Linked DNA regions of Ovis aries: region 1 is linked to region 2. A link is a contact called in public Hi-C data. All regions are on one chromosome and are shown on one strand. Each heading gives the region's core, a stretch centred on a gene start, on an enhancer-like site or on the middle of the called end of the contact. The rest is flanking DNA. Distances are from core to core; before and after follow the strand shown. Region 1 overlaps DAPK2 (death associated protein kinase 2). Region 2 holds the start of DAPK2 (death associated protein kinase 2).

Region 1 (6,772 bases), core at 3,867-6,366, 99 kb before region 2:
CATGCATTTTTATCACATATGTGAATGGTGGGCAGTAACTGCTATCTTGGACAAAGTTTGAGGCTGTATACCTGTACCCTAGGTTCAAGTTGGTTCTACCACTAACTGACTGTGTGGCCCTGGGTATGTCATTCTGAGTGTGGCTCCTTACCATCCCTGTGTCTCCAGCATCTGATGTCTATAGTAGATAGAGAATAACCACTGGTTGGCCTTAACTAAAATCCCCTAGCTCTCCAATTCCATATCTGTTAAACTAGACCAGATGATCTGAAAAGATCCCTCTAGCACTCTTGTTTGACGGTTTGATGTCTTATTTCTACAGCTAAATTATAAGCCCCTTAAAGGCTCCTTCGAGAGATAACCTGGTATAATGGAAAGAGTATAGGCTTTGGGACTTCCCTAGTGGTCCAGTGTATAGGACTCTGCGTGTCCACTGCAGGGGGCACAGGTTCAATCCCTGGTCAGGGAACTAAGATTCCACATGCTGCGCAGTGCAGTCACACACACAAAAAAGCATAGGCTTTAATGTTGGATGTATCTGTATTTGAATCTCTGCTCTATCATGCACTGGTTGTTTGACCTTGAATAAGGCACTTGATGGAGAAAATATTTTGAACCTGCTTCATAAGATTGTATGGGTATTAATTTGACAATGTCTGTATACAGAACACCAGGCCTAGTGCCTGACACACGCCAAGATTCTCCTGCTGGGGCTTCTACAGTTTCATTCCCTAGTGGCTGCAGAGTTGGTATATGTGGCCTGAAACTCCATCATGGTGGATGATCTGGTTCATCTTTCTTTTTGTTTAGACTATGGTCAGAAGTTTCAGTCCCCAGATTTTGAGGAAACCATGCCCTCCTTCCATCTCTAAGAGCATTTCAACTCCCCGAGCAGTGAGATGGTGGTTCTCAATTCTCACTCCTTTCTCCTCTGCAAAGCTGTTCCTTTATGACCCCCTGGCCTGTGGCACAAGTCCTAAAAGGGGGTTTCTGTGGCCTGGGCCAAGGCTGAGAGACACAGAGGGAAGACAGAGCCGGCAGAGCCCTGCTGGCTAGGCACCCTGTGCATGAATAAAGGCCAGATGTATGGGACAGGCAAGTGTGTGGATCTGGCATCTGGCAGATAATTTCCCTTTTCTTTTTTGGGAAATCAAAAGCTACTCCAGAAAAGACTGAGTTTATGGGAATGCAACAGGGTGAGGTAATTTTAAATCTTCACAATCAGTTCGTCTAAGAGCAGGAAGTGGGGCCAGCTCTGGGAAGATTTAACTCTGCAAAGGGCCCCAGCCCCACCTGGCCTCCCACTGCCCTGCTGGCGCTCAACCCTCACCCAGAGGCCAGCAAGACATTTCCTGTGGACAAAGGAGCATGGCAGGTTATGGGCCACAGGGTCGCAAAGAGTCGGAGATGACTGAAGCCACTTGGCACACACGCACGCATGCAAGGCATCATCTCTCGGCCCAGAGGCTACAGCCCCAGACACACGGTTCGCTCCTGGGATTTCTCTCTCTGTTGATCCCAGATTCTCAGCTGGGAGAAAAACAGGCCTAAAACTCACCAACAAATTCTGGTGTCCCAAAAATGTTCTTAAATTCAACTCCATCTTCTATTTCATGAGCCAGGCCAAAGTCAATCAGCTTGATGTGTGGAATGGGAATATTCTTGTCCAACAACATAATGTTTTCTGGCTGGGGAACAAAAAAAAAAAAAAAAAACAAGGAAGAAAAGAGGATAAAAGAAAGATGGTAATTAAAGCCCTATTTTATGTTTTTGCTTTGGGTTTAAGGTGGGGTTTAGTGTTCTTTTTTAGGAGACCAAAACTGCACAAACCCTTTCTTACTCTTGTGTCCTTGGTCTTTTCCTGTGAAACCAAGAATAGCCACCATGCTGAGGGCAAGGCCTGGGTTTTACCAAACCTGCTGCTGACAGAGAACCAGACTGTGGCTTTAGCCCTTCTGTTTCTGAATGGGAGATCCCTGCCATGTTGTGCCTTTGTCTCCCCATCTGTCAGATGGGGCCAGGGAGATACTTGCAGCATTTTCTGTAAACAAAACCATGGCCTCTCTATATGTGATGGGGGAGGGGCACTACAACTTAACCCCAATTTACACTTGGCTTATTGACCTGCACCTTCCTGACCGCCCCTTTCCCCTGGCTGGTCAGCTTCCTGTTGACAACACTCCCCTCCCCTAGACTAACGTGTAGCTCACAATTCTCTGCGTGTTTAACTAATTTTGGCCTTCAGTGAGACACAGGAAAGAGCACCTGATTTCCAGGGAAAATACCAGCTGCCTAGACTATTTCCAGCCCAGCAAACAGCTGCCAGATTGGACACAACACTGGGGGTGTCTGCTGGTGGGAGACCAGCCCTGCCCTGGCCTCACACAGCCCCAGTTCCCAGTGAGGTCAGAACAGGATCCTGAGCTGACCCTTTGCACTCCCACCCAACCGCTCAGAGCAGCTGGTAGGTGAGCAGGTCCCTCTGATTCATCTTCTCTCCTCCTGCTCCTCACCAGGACTATCCTGGATCCCATTCGAAAAGAAAAGCCTTGAAACATACATGCCCACAAAAACTGGTACACAGATGTTCTCAGCAGCATATTCATAACAGTCTCAAAGTAGGAGCAACACAAATGGCCAGCACTGAAGAGTAGATGCATGAAGCGTGGTATATCCATACAGTGGAGTGCTATTCAGCCATAAAAAGGAATGGAGGCAGAGAAAAACATGAAAAGGAATGACGTACTGATACATGCTATATACCACGGGTGAACCTTGACAACATCTTGCTAAGTGAAAATCAGTCATCAAAAATCGCAGATTATATGACTCCATTAATATAAGATATGGATATAGGCAGATCCACAGAGACAGAGAGTAGACAGGGAGTTGCCTAGGGCCTGGGGAATGGGGAGTGACTACTAACAGGTACAGGGCTTCTTTCAGGTGATGAAAATCATCCAAAATTGATTGCAGTGTGAGTTATACGACTCTGTAAATTGTACACTTCAAATGGGTGAATTATACGTGACATATAACTCTCAATAAAGTAGTTTTAAAGAAGTAGATAAGCAAATAAAGAAATGTTTGAGAAAACAGAATGGCCCTGTTTCTCAGAGCACTAGGGAATTTCCCACCTTGCCCTTCTGCTCTACCCGGAAAGCCTCTGCTCAGTCCCTGTCCACTGAAACCCCAGTCAGGCTTCAAAGTCTGAGTTAATCCAGCTCTTCCTTGAAATCTGCCCTCACCGGCACTGAGCCTTCTCTCCAGCCCGCAGATGTGGACTCCTTCATGCTCACCGGAACCCTTCTGCCATGTCAGTTGTCACACTCTCCAACAGTCCTCACTGCCCTACTGGACCCTCGGCTGGAGGGAGGAGCCAGGTCTTTGCATCTCCGCCACCACACAGAACACAGAGGGTGACAGGTGGACAGTGGCCCTCGCTATTGGTTAGACTGATCCTGAATCTGCACTGAAGACACCCCAGGTGTTTGCATCCGCAACTTCCCACTCCCTGAAGTCTCTGACCTCACATCTCAGTGGCTTGAAACTTTCACTCAAGTGAGTTGGATGAGAAACCCTTCCACTTTTTTTCCCTTTAAAAAAAAAAAAGTTTCCTTTTGCATCTTTAAAGTGTGTTTATTCTTTTTCCTCTCCAGAGATTTTTCTCCACTTTATTTTGAAACTGTGTCAAAGTCCTTTTCCAAGGCAGGGCAGCTCCTTGGGCTCTGCAGAAAGGCAAGCAAGGGCAGCGGGTGGTCAGGACATGGGACACAAACTAGGGGTCCCACGCCAGTGTGCCGATCTGGCCCTCTGGTGGCTTCTCAGGGACCCCAAGTGTCCTGGCACCTGGGAAGTGAGTTAAGCACTCCCCACAGCCCACCATCTCCTGAACTGGGGGGTTCTCCTCCTCTCATTCCAAAGTACTCCTGAGCCACCTTTTGGGAACATCGCTCTTCCAGGGAACAGCCCTGAGGCTTCTTCCTGGAGCTGAGGGGCCCAGCCCAGGTACTCCTGACCACCACGGTGTGCTTAAAGCCCAGCACCACCACAAAACACGCTGAAAGGAGCTGAGAGCTGCCGTGGACACAGCAGACACAGAGCCCTGCTGGTCCCAAGACTGGGGAGCAGTAGGGATGGGCACCGGGACCCACAGGAAGGAAGGAGCAACAATCAGAGGTGAAATTCTCCCAGGCAGCACCCTGAGCGGTGAAAAGAATCTTTGCCTCACATCCTCTCCCCTCTGTGGCCCACATTCAGGGGAAAACAGCCTCTCTGCTGGCTTGTGAGAACCTTCAGGCAAGGCCATGTTTTCTTACCCAAGCCCTATCTGTCCCCTGTCCTGTCTCAAGAACCTCACACACAGCTCCCCTGCTTGGGATACTCCCTGCATAGTCCCGACCCCAAATCTGACTAATTCCTACTCACATTTCAGTAAAAATAGTACCTCCTCCAGAAAGCCTCCCCTCACCACCTCCCCAGTTTCCATCCAGCCTGCACTTCCTCTACTTTAGTGGTTCTCCCACTGCCTCAAGCTTGTCCGTTTACTGACCGGTCTTCTCCACTGCGCTCAGAGCTTCCTGAGAGTCTCAGTCCTACCAACTACCCAAAGCTTGCCCTAGAGCCTGGACCCACCAGGTGCTCAGTGAATGTTCTCCGAGTGAAGACAGGGCCGTTTGGTACCCTCAGGGTGTGCATTACCAGGTCCAGAACACCATCTCTACCCCATCCTTTACTCTGGGCTCTTCCTTTCGTGCGAATGCCTTTCCTACCCTCCATCACACCTTCAGAGCCAGGCCCCCATCTCTGCCTCCTTTTATTTCCTTACTTTGCAGTCACGCACACCCTGACCTTGTGCTCTAAGCCCTCAGAGCTGATCATGCTTACGAGCGAGTAGCCCTAGCTGCAGACTCTTTTGTATTGTGATGCACCTTTCCTGGGTGGTAGCCCCTCTGGGAAAATTCAAGTCGGTTTTAAGGTTCCTGGCACCCCCTCTGATGTCTTGCATTGTGGATGTTTCATAAAATTCTGCTTATGGGAAGTGAAGGAACTGGGACCCTGTAGCTCTTCCCTTTCTTCACCATGGAGGCTCTTCACCACTAGGGGTGCCCGAGAGCACACCTCCCCTCAGGACAGCTACAGGGCTGAGTCAGGAGGGAAAAGAGACCGACTCAAGAAGGGTCCCAGGGCGAGTCAGAGGGCAGCAAAAAGGCACTATGGTCTAAGCTTCTTCAAGTCTACCCTCCCCAAACTGTGTAGGATAGTGGGAAAGAGCCTAGGCTTAGGTATTGGGAAATTCCAGCTCAGCTCCACCACCAAAGGCTGTGTGAGCATAAGCACGCTTTTCCTCTCTGGATGATACCTGAAGCTCCTTCGGGCTCTAGGCTCTGTGACTGCACGGTGACACAACCTTCCACGCTGGCTGAGCCAATTCCCACTCCTCTGGACCCCAAGACAGGACCTGCAAAGGTTCAGGTCTCCTGGCCCCAGGTCAGGAAGGAAGAGCAGACAGCCCAGCCAGACTGCCCTCTGGGGCAGTACAAAGCTATCTCTACTCCCTCACTCCTGTCATTCTCCAGCTTTATTTACTTCAACCAAACACCTCACCCACACACCTGACGTAACTTCCAAAGCATGTCTGGAGGAAAGGATCACATTCCCATAGGTGCTGCCACTGCCAAGCCCAGGGCCCATGGAGCAGCCACCGGGAGGTGAAATCTTCCCCCTCCATTAAAACAAACCCACCAGCTCAGCCCACCAGACGAGCAGCTGCCAGCCAATGTGCCCTTTAGCAACCCAGTGGATCTGGCCAGAGGTGCCTGGTCTGGTGCCAACTGGAAGCTTATCCTCCAGGGGGACCCATGTCAGGGGATCCCTACCAGCCTGGTACAGCATGTCTAAGAGTCCCTGAGGGATGAAGGCAGCCTCGGGGAGGTAGAGGGGGCTATGCAGTAAGATGCCAAAGACCAGAGCTTAGAGTCAGGCAGGTCCGGGGTCAAATTCTACTCACAGTGAAACCTGGGCAAAGTCTCTGGATCTCTTGGAGCCTTGGTTTCTCATCTGTAAAATGGGAACACCTACTGTGACACAGTGTTGCTCTGAGGATTCAGAGAGACGGTCCACGCAAGGAGCGGTGCCCAGTGAGATTTTAGAGCAGGACTATGTTCTTTCTCTCTTGGGCTGTAGCAGTGACAACAGTCATCCCTGGGGACTTTACTGAATCTGCTGAATCTGAAAAACATGCCCATCGCAGACCTTCCCCCTCTCCCACTCATCTTCTGCTTCCCTCCCCACATCCTATTTCACCCCCACACTTACAATGCTGGGGCCCTAAGGGACCTCAGACACCATTTAGTCCCTGCCTGCTGCAGAGCTACCCAGAGAGGTCAAGAAACTGCCAGGACACCGAGCAAAGAACAGAGCCCAAGTCAGCTGACCCCCAGGCTGCTGCCCTCTTCAGGTGCCCACATGGTCTGCCCATCATCAGGCGAGGTGCTCAGCTCAGCAGAGCAGGAGCCAAGCCAGGTCTGGTTGGGAGACGAGGAAGCTGCCAAGGAACCTTCATCAGAAATGTCAAGCACGGTCCCAGGTTACCCAGGAAGTGCTGGGCAACCTGAGAAAGCAAGGCCGTTTGCTGCTAGGCCTCTGTGAGCAGGTTTCCATGGCACTGCAGCAAATTCTCTGCCCCGACACCTGCCCCACTCCTGGCACACTGTCGATGAGACCACAGATAGCCCCTCCCCACCAGGCTCCAACGCACCCTAGGCCCAAG
Region 2 (6,827 bases), core at 3,186-5,685:
AGTTAAAGATCTTGAGTGCCACAACTAAGACCCAACAAGGCCAAATAAATATTTTTTTTTAATAGAAAAGGAAGAGAATGAGTCCAGACAATGTCCAGTGTTAGTGAATATTTGGAGAACTCTCAAATACTGCTTAGGAGAATATTCACTAGGACAACTACTTTGGAAAACTCTTGGGCAGTATCTACGGACATCCCCAACAGAAACGCATGTAGATGGCTTCCAAAATGGTCCACATTAGAACGTTCACAGCTTCACTATTAGTAATATCTAAAAATTGCAAACAACCAAATAGCCATCAAGTGAAGAATGGATAGAGTTATACCCATACAATGAAATGATTATATAACAATAAGAATAAATAAACTACTGCTCCCTGCAACAATATGGATGAAACTCACAAACATAGTGTTGAATGAAAGAAAACAGACACGAAAGACCACAAACCGTGTGATTCTCTTTTGGGTAAAACAAAACCGTGGTGCTAGAAGTTAGAATAGTGGTCACACCTGGGTCAGAGATTGTGCCTGAAAGGGGACACAAGGAGCTTTCTGAGTGCTGCCAATGCTGTTTCTTGATGTACATACATACCCTTATTTTGTGTGCAATCAAAATTTTAAATAATTAAAAATGAGTCTAATATCTGCTTTATGGGACAAATGAGATAACATATGTAAAGTGTTTTTAATAGTCCCTGGATGGTTCCAACAAATATGAGTTCCTTCCCTCTTGCCTATTGGAGCTTCATGAGGGTAAGAGTTGTGACATTCTCACCTGTATCCCCTTGTGGGAGCTGGTACACAGCAGGCACTCCAAAATATTTGATTTAAATATAGTGTCCCAGCTGTCCTTCTCAAGGCTGCTGCTCAGAAAGCTCATCAGGTAAAAAACAGCTATTAATTTAAAGCCCCTTCCTAACATTGCTCCCCAAGATGAATCTGCATATTACCAGTTTAGAGACATGAAACTAAAGGGGAGACATTTTGAGGTGGAATTAGTCACCATCTAGGACCCAGAAGCACAGGGACCTTTCTGGCCCCCAAAAGATGAAACCACCCAGCAGAGGGCGCTGATACAACCTTTAGCTAGGGGCTCAGGCCCCTGGCTCCAGGCATTCCACAGGCAAGGTCCATCTTAATGCTCACATTTTCCTTAGTGGAATCTTCAGAGTTCACATACCTGCCCCCAGCCCTAATACTAGGCAACATTTCTAAAAGTTAAGACAGACTTTCTCAATTCAGTTCAGTTCAGTCACTCAGTTGTGTCTGACTCTTTGCAACCCCATGAACCACAGCACTCCAGGCCTCCCTGTCCACCACCAACTCCTAGTTAACCCAAACTCATCTCCACTGAGTCGGTGATGCCATCCAACCATCTCATCCTCTCTCATCCCCTTCTCCTCCTGCCCTCAATCTTTCCTAGCATCAGGGTCTTTTCCAAGGTAGCCAAAGTATTGGAGTTTCAGCTTCAACATCAGTCCTTCCAATGAACACTCAGGACTGATCTCCTTTAGGATGGACTGCTTGGATCTCCTTACAGTCCAAGGGATTCTCAAGAGTCTTCTCCAACACCACAGTTCAAAAACATCAATTCTTTGGTGCTCAGCTTTCTTTATAGTCCAACTCTCATATCCATACATGACCACTGGAAAAACCATAGCCTTGACTAGACGGACCTTTGTTGGCAAAGTCTCTGCTTTTTTACATGCTACCTAGGTTGGTCATACCTTTTCTTCCAAGGAGCAAGCGTCTTTTAATTTCATGGCTGCAATCACCATCTGCAGTGATTTTGGAGCCCAAAAAAATAAAGTCTGACACTGTTTTCACTGTTTCCCCATCCATTTGCCATAAAGTGGTGGGACCGGATGCCATGATCTTAGTTTTCTATATGTTGAGCTTTAAGCCAACTGTTTCACTCTCCCCTTTCACTTTCATCAAGAGGCTCTTTAGTTCTTCTTTGCTTTCTGCCATAAAGGTGGTGTCATCTGCATATCACAGACTTCCTAGAACCTCACGAAAAGGGACCTCGAGGAACCTAGAGGACTTTTAGTCTCCACTCAGGAGCCACTTGCATCAGGAAGGAAAGTTAGAAAAGTTCCATTTTATCTACACTACGTGTTAGGGTTCTGTGTAAGAGTTCAGGGGTGGGAGGAGTTTGAAACCCACTGCTCTCTGGTCAAGCCCACTTGTTTTGCAAGAGGAGGAAACTGAGGTCCAGACAGGAGAAGGGACTTGCTAAAAGTCACACCGCCCACGCCAGCTGCTCCTCCCCTGGCTTTCGTCAATAGCACCTCAATCCTCCAACAGCGGCTGCAGGGTTGGGAGGCCAGCGGCCCCCTGAGGAACAACCTAGGAGAGGGCCTCCAAGGCTGAAGGATTATCTCATGAGGAAATCTCAACCTCACTAAGTCCCTCCCTCACGGGACCCAGCCCACCCTGCTGAACTCTCAGAGATCCTCACTCAGCACGAGTAAAATGGGACCACGATTGTCCCCTTACACCCCCTCCCATGAAGAATCATCACAATCAGCCTCTGAGGAAGCTGTCCACAGAGGGGAGGGCCGTCCGGCATTACAGCGCACCTCCACGCTTTGGAGGCTGTGACACACCCCAATCTGCTGTGACACACCCCAATCTCTGATGAGGAAGCTTGGACTCAGAGAAGCTCAGCCGCCTGCCTGAGTGGACACAAGGAAACTATCTTCCTGGTGAAGGTCCAGCTCTGCTGGGCAGCCTGCTTGCTCATTCCCACATCTAACAACTTGAGGGGGAGAGTGTCAGGGTCAGTTCAGGTCTCCATCCTGCCAGTGGGAAACTTGTCCCACACCCACTCACATCCACACACCCCTGCACACATTTGAGAGTCCCTTGGACTGCAAGGAGATCCAACCAGTCCATCCTAAAGGAGATCAGTCCTGAATATTCACTGGAAGGACTGATGCTGAAGCTAAAACTCCAATACTTTGGCCACCTGATGTGGAGAACTGACTCTTTGGAAAAGACCCTGATGCTGGGAAAGACTGAAGGCAGGAGGAGAAGGGGACGAGAGAGGATGAAATGGTTGGATGGCATCACCGACTAGATGGACATGAGTTTGAGCAAGCTTCGGGAGTTGGTGATGGACAGGGAGGCCTGGCGTCCATGGGGTCGCAAAGAGGCAGACACGACTGAGCAACTGAACTGGACAGGGAGTGGGTCGGGGTTAGTTCAGGTCTCCTTCCTACCAGTGGAAACCTTGTCCCACACCCACTCATATCCACACACCCCTGTGCCCCTGCCCAAGCCTCTCTCAAGGCTGCTGAATGGAACCACTTAGAAGCTAAAAACACATCTTGGGAGATGGTTGGTTTGGGGAAGAACAAGACTCTGGAAGCAACAGTGAAGAGGCCAACGTGCCAGCATCCCTCGGTCACCAGGACTCTCCCATGGAATGCCATATACAAAGCAGTTGAGAAACACAATGTCAGAAAACAGCAGCAACCTCCAGCTGCCCCCCTGCCACCCCCACTGGATTCTCAAATACCAGGGCATGTGCTCTCTTCACCTGCCCCTAGGACCTTCCCACCTGCCAGTGAGGCAGCAGTTAGGCATCCTCTCTTCCAGCCCGCCCTCCTAACCTACCACCACCTGTATGGCCTCCGTGCTCACTGCTCTGGGATACCTCTCCTCCCCAAAGAGAAGACTAACCTCCACCTTGCAGAGTTACAGTGAGGATCAGCCAGATCCACACATGCCATGAGCCATCCACAATGCCTAGCCCAGAGTCAGGTCAACTGTTGACAACAGCCCAGGGTCAAAACCCCAGCCTGCTGCAGATCTACTGGCTGGCCCCCTGCCCACCCTAACCATGCCCCATCCCAGACTCCAGAAGTCGGGGACCACAGCTTTCTCTGCCACTGAGAAAGCTGACTGGCTAGGCTGGAGCAGCCTCCTCGCACCAGCTCCTCGCACCAGGAGCAGAAGGAGGTAAGTGAAGTGCAGGATGCTGAGAAGCCCAGATCCCCTCTCCTCCCAGAAATTTGGGGTGTTCTCCCCCGTCAAGGAGTCCTAACTTGATGGAAGTCTCTCTCCCATCTCCCCCCTAGGCTCCCGGTCTGCTCGCCGCTCCCACGCGATCCTTCTGGTCAAAAGGCCAGACTTTGAAGCCGGCCCTAGGGGCCCAGCAGTCAGGTCCCGGAGGTCGAGGACCGGCCAGAGCGCCCAAGGCCAAGACTGGCCATACCCGGGGGGTCGGCGACAGGGAACTGGCGGCTAACGCCCGGGAGCAATTTGTCCCCTCCAACCCAGCCCCGGGCCGGGCACCCCGTCCTGCCGGTCGAGCCCGCAGACGGGCGCTACTCACGGAGGGAGGCTGCGCGGCGGCGGGCGTGGGGGCGCGGTGGGCACCGGGGGCCCGGCGGGGCGCGCCGCTCTCGGATCTGCTCTCCTCCCTGCGCGCCCGCCCGCCCGCAGAGCCGCCGAGGAGGCGGAGCGGCGGGTCCCGTCCCAGGCGCCGGCTGGAGGCGCGCCCGGAGGACCGAGACCCGGCTCGGAGCGCCCCCTGCCGGGAGTCCCCTCGGGACACCCTGGAGTGAGGGCGGCAAGCCTCCCCGCCGGGTCGGATCCGCACCTCCAAAAGCCGAGGTTCCCAGGAGAGGGGGGCTAAAGCCAGTAGCAAGACCTGGCGTTTTCACGGACTCCGCCGCTTACTTGTGGCTTTGAACAAGTCAGCTAACCTCTTCAGGCCTAACCTGGAGATTGGTGTACATGAGCTGACACAGTCGATATAGCCTGGCAAGATTACTCAGAAAGTGGTATTTCCTTGTCCCCCGCTTCCACGCACGCACCGTAAGAGAAATCCCACCAAGGAGCAGGCCTCTTCCTTCCTCCCAGCCAGAGTGGAAACCTTACCATCCACGGTCCACAGGGGGGTGGGGGCCGTGATGGAGGTGGAGGAACACTTCCCTCCTCACCTCCCCATCTGCTCACCCCGACCCGCGTTTGGGAGCAGCCTGGCCTCAGTGCCCCCAGCCCTGCCTGGCATGTTGGTGAGTGCAGCCCCCATCACCCTCCCGCCTTCCCGAGTGAAAAACTGGGGAATGGAGTGTTCCTCTCTTCCTCCTGCCAAAAATCCCGGGAGGAAAAAGGAATGAGAGTGGAGGGGGTGATGGAAAGAAATGGAAACAGAATATAAATCAAGTTCAGTGGTCTTATTTCAAGACAAGAGGCTGTTTAAAGAAATGAAGGCCCCTTCCCAGAACCTCCCTCCTAGGCCATCCAGGCGGCTCCTTAAGATAGTCCCAGACGACAAAGCTACAGATTCAGTCTTTTATTTGGTTCAAAGCTCTGCCATTCCCAGTCTTGGTCATGGCACTTGAACTTATTCTTTTTTTTTTTAATTAATGTTTTTTTTTCTTTTTTCTTTCTTTCTTTCTTTCTTTTTTTTTTTTTTTGGCCATGCAGGTTCACCCACCAGGGATGGAACCCCCACCCTCTGCAGTGGAAGTGGGAAGTCTTAACCACTGGAGTTCCAGGGAAGTCCCTTGTTCTTCATAAGTAAAGTAGGCAAACACTCCTTATAGCATCTAACAGAACTTATGTGGGGCTGAAATGAGACAGAGTGTATAAGATGCACCTAGAGGATCTCTCTGGGGCTCAGCAGTAAAGAACCCGCCTACCAATGCAGGAGACTTAGGAGCTTCAGGTTGGATCCCTGGGTTGGGAAGATCCCCTGGAGGAGGAAATGGCAACCCACACCAGTATTCTTACCTGGGAAATCCCATGGACAGAGGATCCTGGCAAGCTACAGTCCATGGGGTTGAAAAGAGTCTGACACTATTTAATGACTGAGCACACACACACACACACACACACACACACACACACAGAGGACCTCTACTCACATGAGCAGCTCCCGTCCCCAGTTTAGCCTTCCTAGATACTGAGGTGCAGAGATGTACAGATGAACCAACCCTCCCCCACCCCCCAACTGACTGGTACCTCAGAGTCTGTGACAGCCTCTAGAAAGATGCCCAGGCTTCCTTGTCCATAAACTTGACAACATTCCAGGAAAGCACAGGCTTTGAGCCAACTCTCCCGAGAGCACCAGGCTACCTTGAGTGGAGTATTATCCAAGACCAGAGGTGGCTCTCCAAGTCAATGGGCTCAGGAGGATACCCACTGGTAAAGTTTCTCCAGCATAAGGTGAAACCTTCATCCTCAGACCACCCTTCAGACACCTCCTCCCCCATTTCCTGTTATCTATTGCTGTGTAACAAACCACCCCAGCCTTGTGGCATGAAGCAATTTTGTTCAACTCATGTTTTGAGGGCTGGAAACACTGACAATGCACAGCATATTTGGCTTATCTCTGCTCTAGGATGTCCGGTGCTTCAGCTAAGGAGACGAGTGGGTGGGAGTGACTTGAATGGCTGGAGGCTGGAATCATCTGGAAGAGTCTTCATTCACATGGCCAGACCCTGCACTACGATGAATCCAAGGCCAGGCTCAGCTGTGTTGCCCAAGCACCTACATGTCACCTTGCCATCCCTTCCCGCTCTGAGTCTCATGCTTAATATCTATTTTGCAGCAACAATGTCCTTGTCCAAGGCAAAGTGAACATTCTTGGATTAACACGTAGCAAACTAGTCAAAAAATGCTGCAGTGGTAAGGGTCACTATCAATCATTCCATCCAGCCTAGTCATTTTTCAAATGAGGAAACTGAGGCTCAGAGAAGAGAAGTGACTTGCCCAAGGTCACGCAGCTGGTAAGAGACAGAACTAGGACTAGACCCAGGCCCCCTCCTGATTCTCAGTTTGGTGCTCTTTCCTCTCTGCCTGCCAAATGCA

Evidence for each region. Hi-C and Micro-C count contacts between places; a contact is called where the count stands out from the background.
Region 1: a Hi-C map of hypothalamus shows a contact between it and region 2, with 2.6 times the contacts expected there. The contact joins the enhancer-like site here to the promoter of DAPK2 in region 2. A contact is called at or near these places in 7 of 16 Hi-C or Micro-C datasets (blood, hypothalamus, liver and 3 more).

What each region holds. Positions count from the first base shown.
Region 1 is chr7:44,266,080-44,272,851 of ARS-UI_Ramb_v3.0, reverse strand. It overlaps DAPK2 (death associated protein kinase 2), which reads right to left. Exons shown (of 12, transcript XM_027971760.3): 5 at 1,559-1,688. Among named protein-coding and RNA genes, the nearest start is that of DAPK2, 100 kb to the right of the region's middle. Within about 2 kb of position 5,116, at least 9 of the 54 cell types and tissues checked have an H3K27ac peak or open chromatin away from gene starts, as enhancers often do. A contact at or near this core is called in hypothalamus and liver, where this site is marked.
Region 2 is chr7:44,166,542-44,173,368 of ARS-UI_Ramb_v3.0, reverse strand. DAPK2 (death associated protein kinase 2) reads right to left here and starts at 4,435. Exons shown (of 12, transcript XM_027971760.3): 1 at 4,342-4,435. LOC121819969 (a long non-coding RNA gene) reads left to right here and starts at 3,895. Exons shown (of 5, transcript XR_009601202.1): 1 at 3,895-3,965; 2 at 5,442-5,539.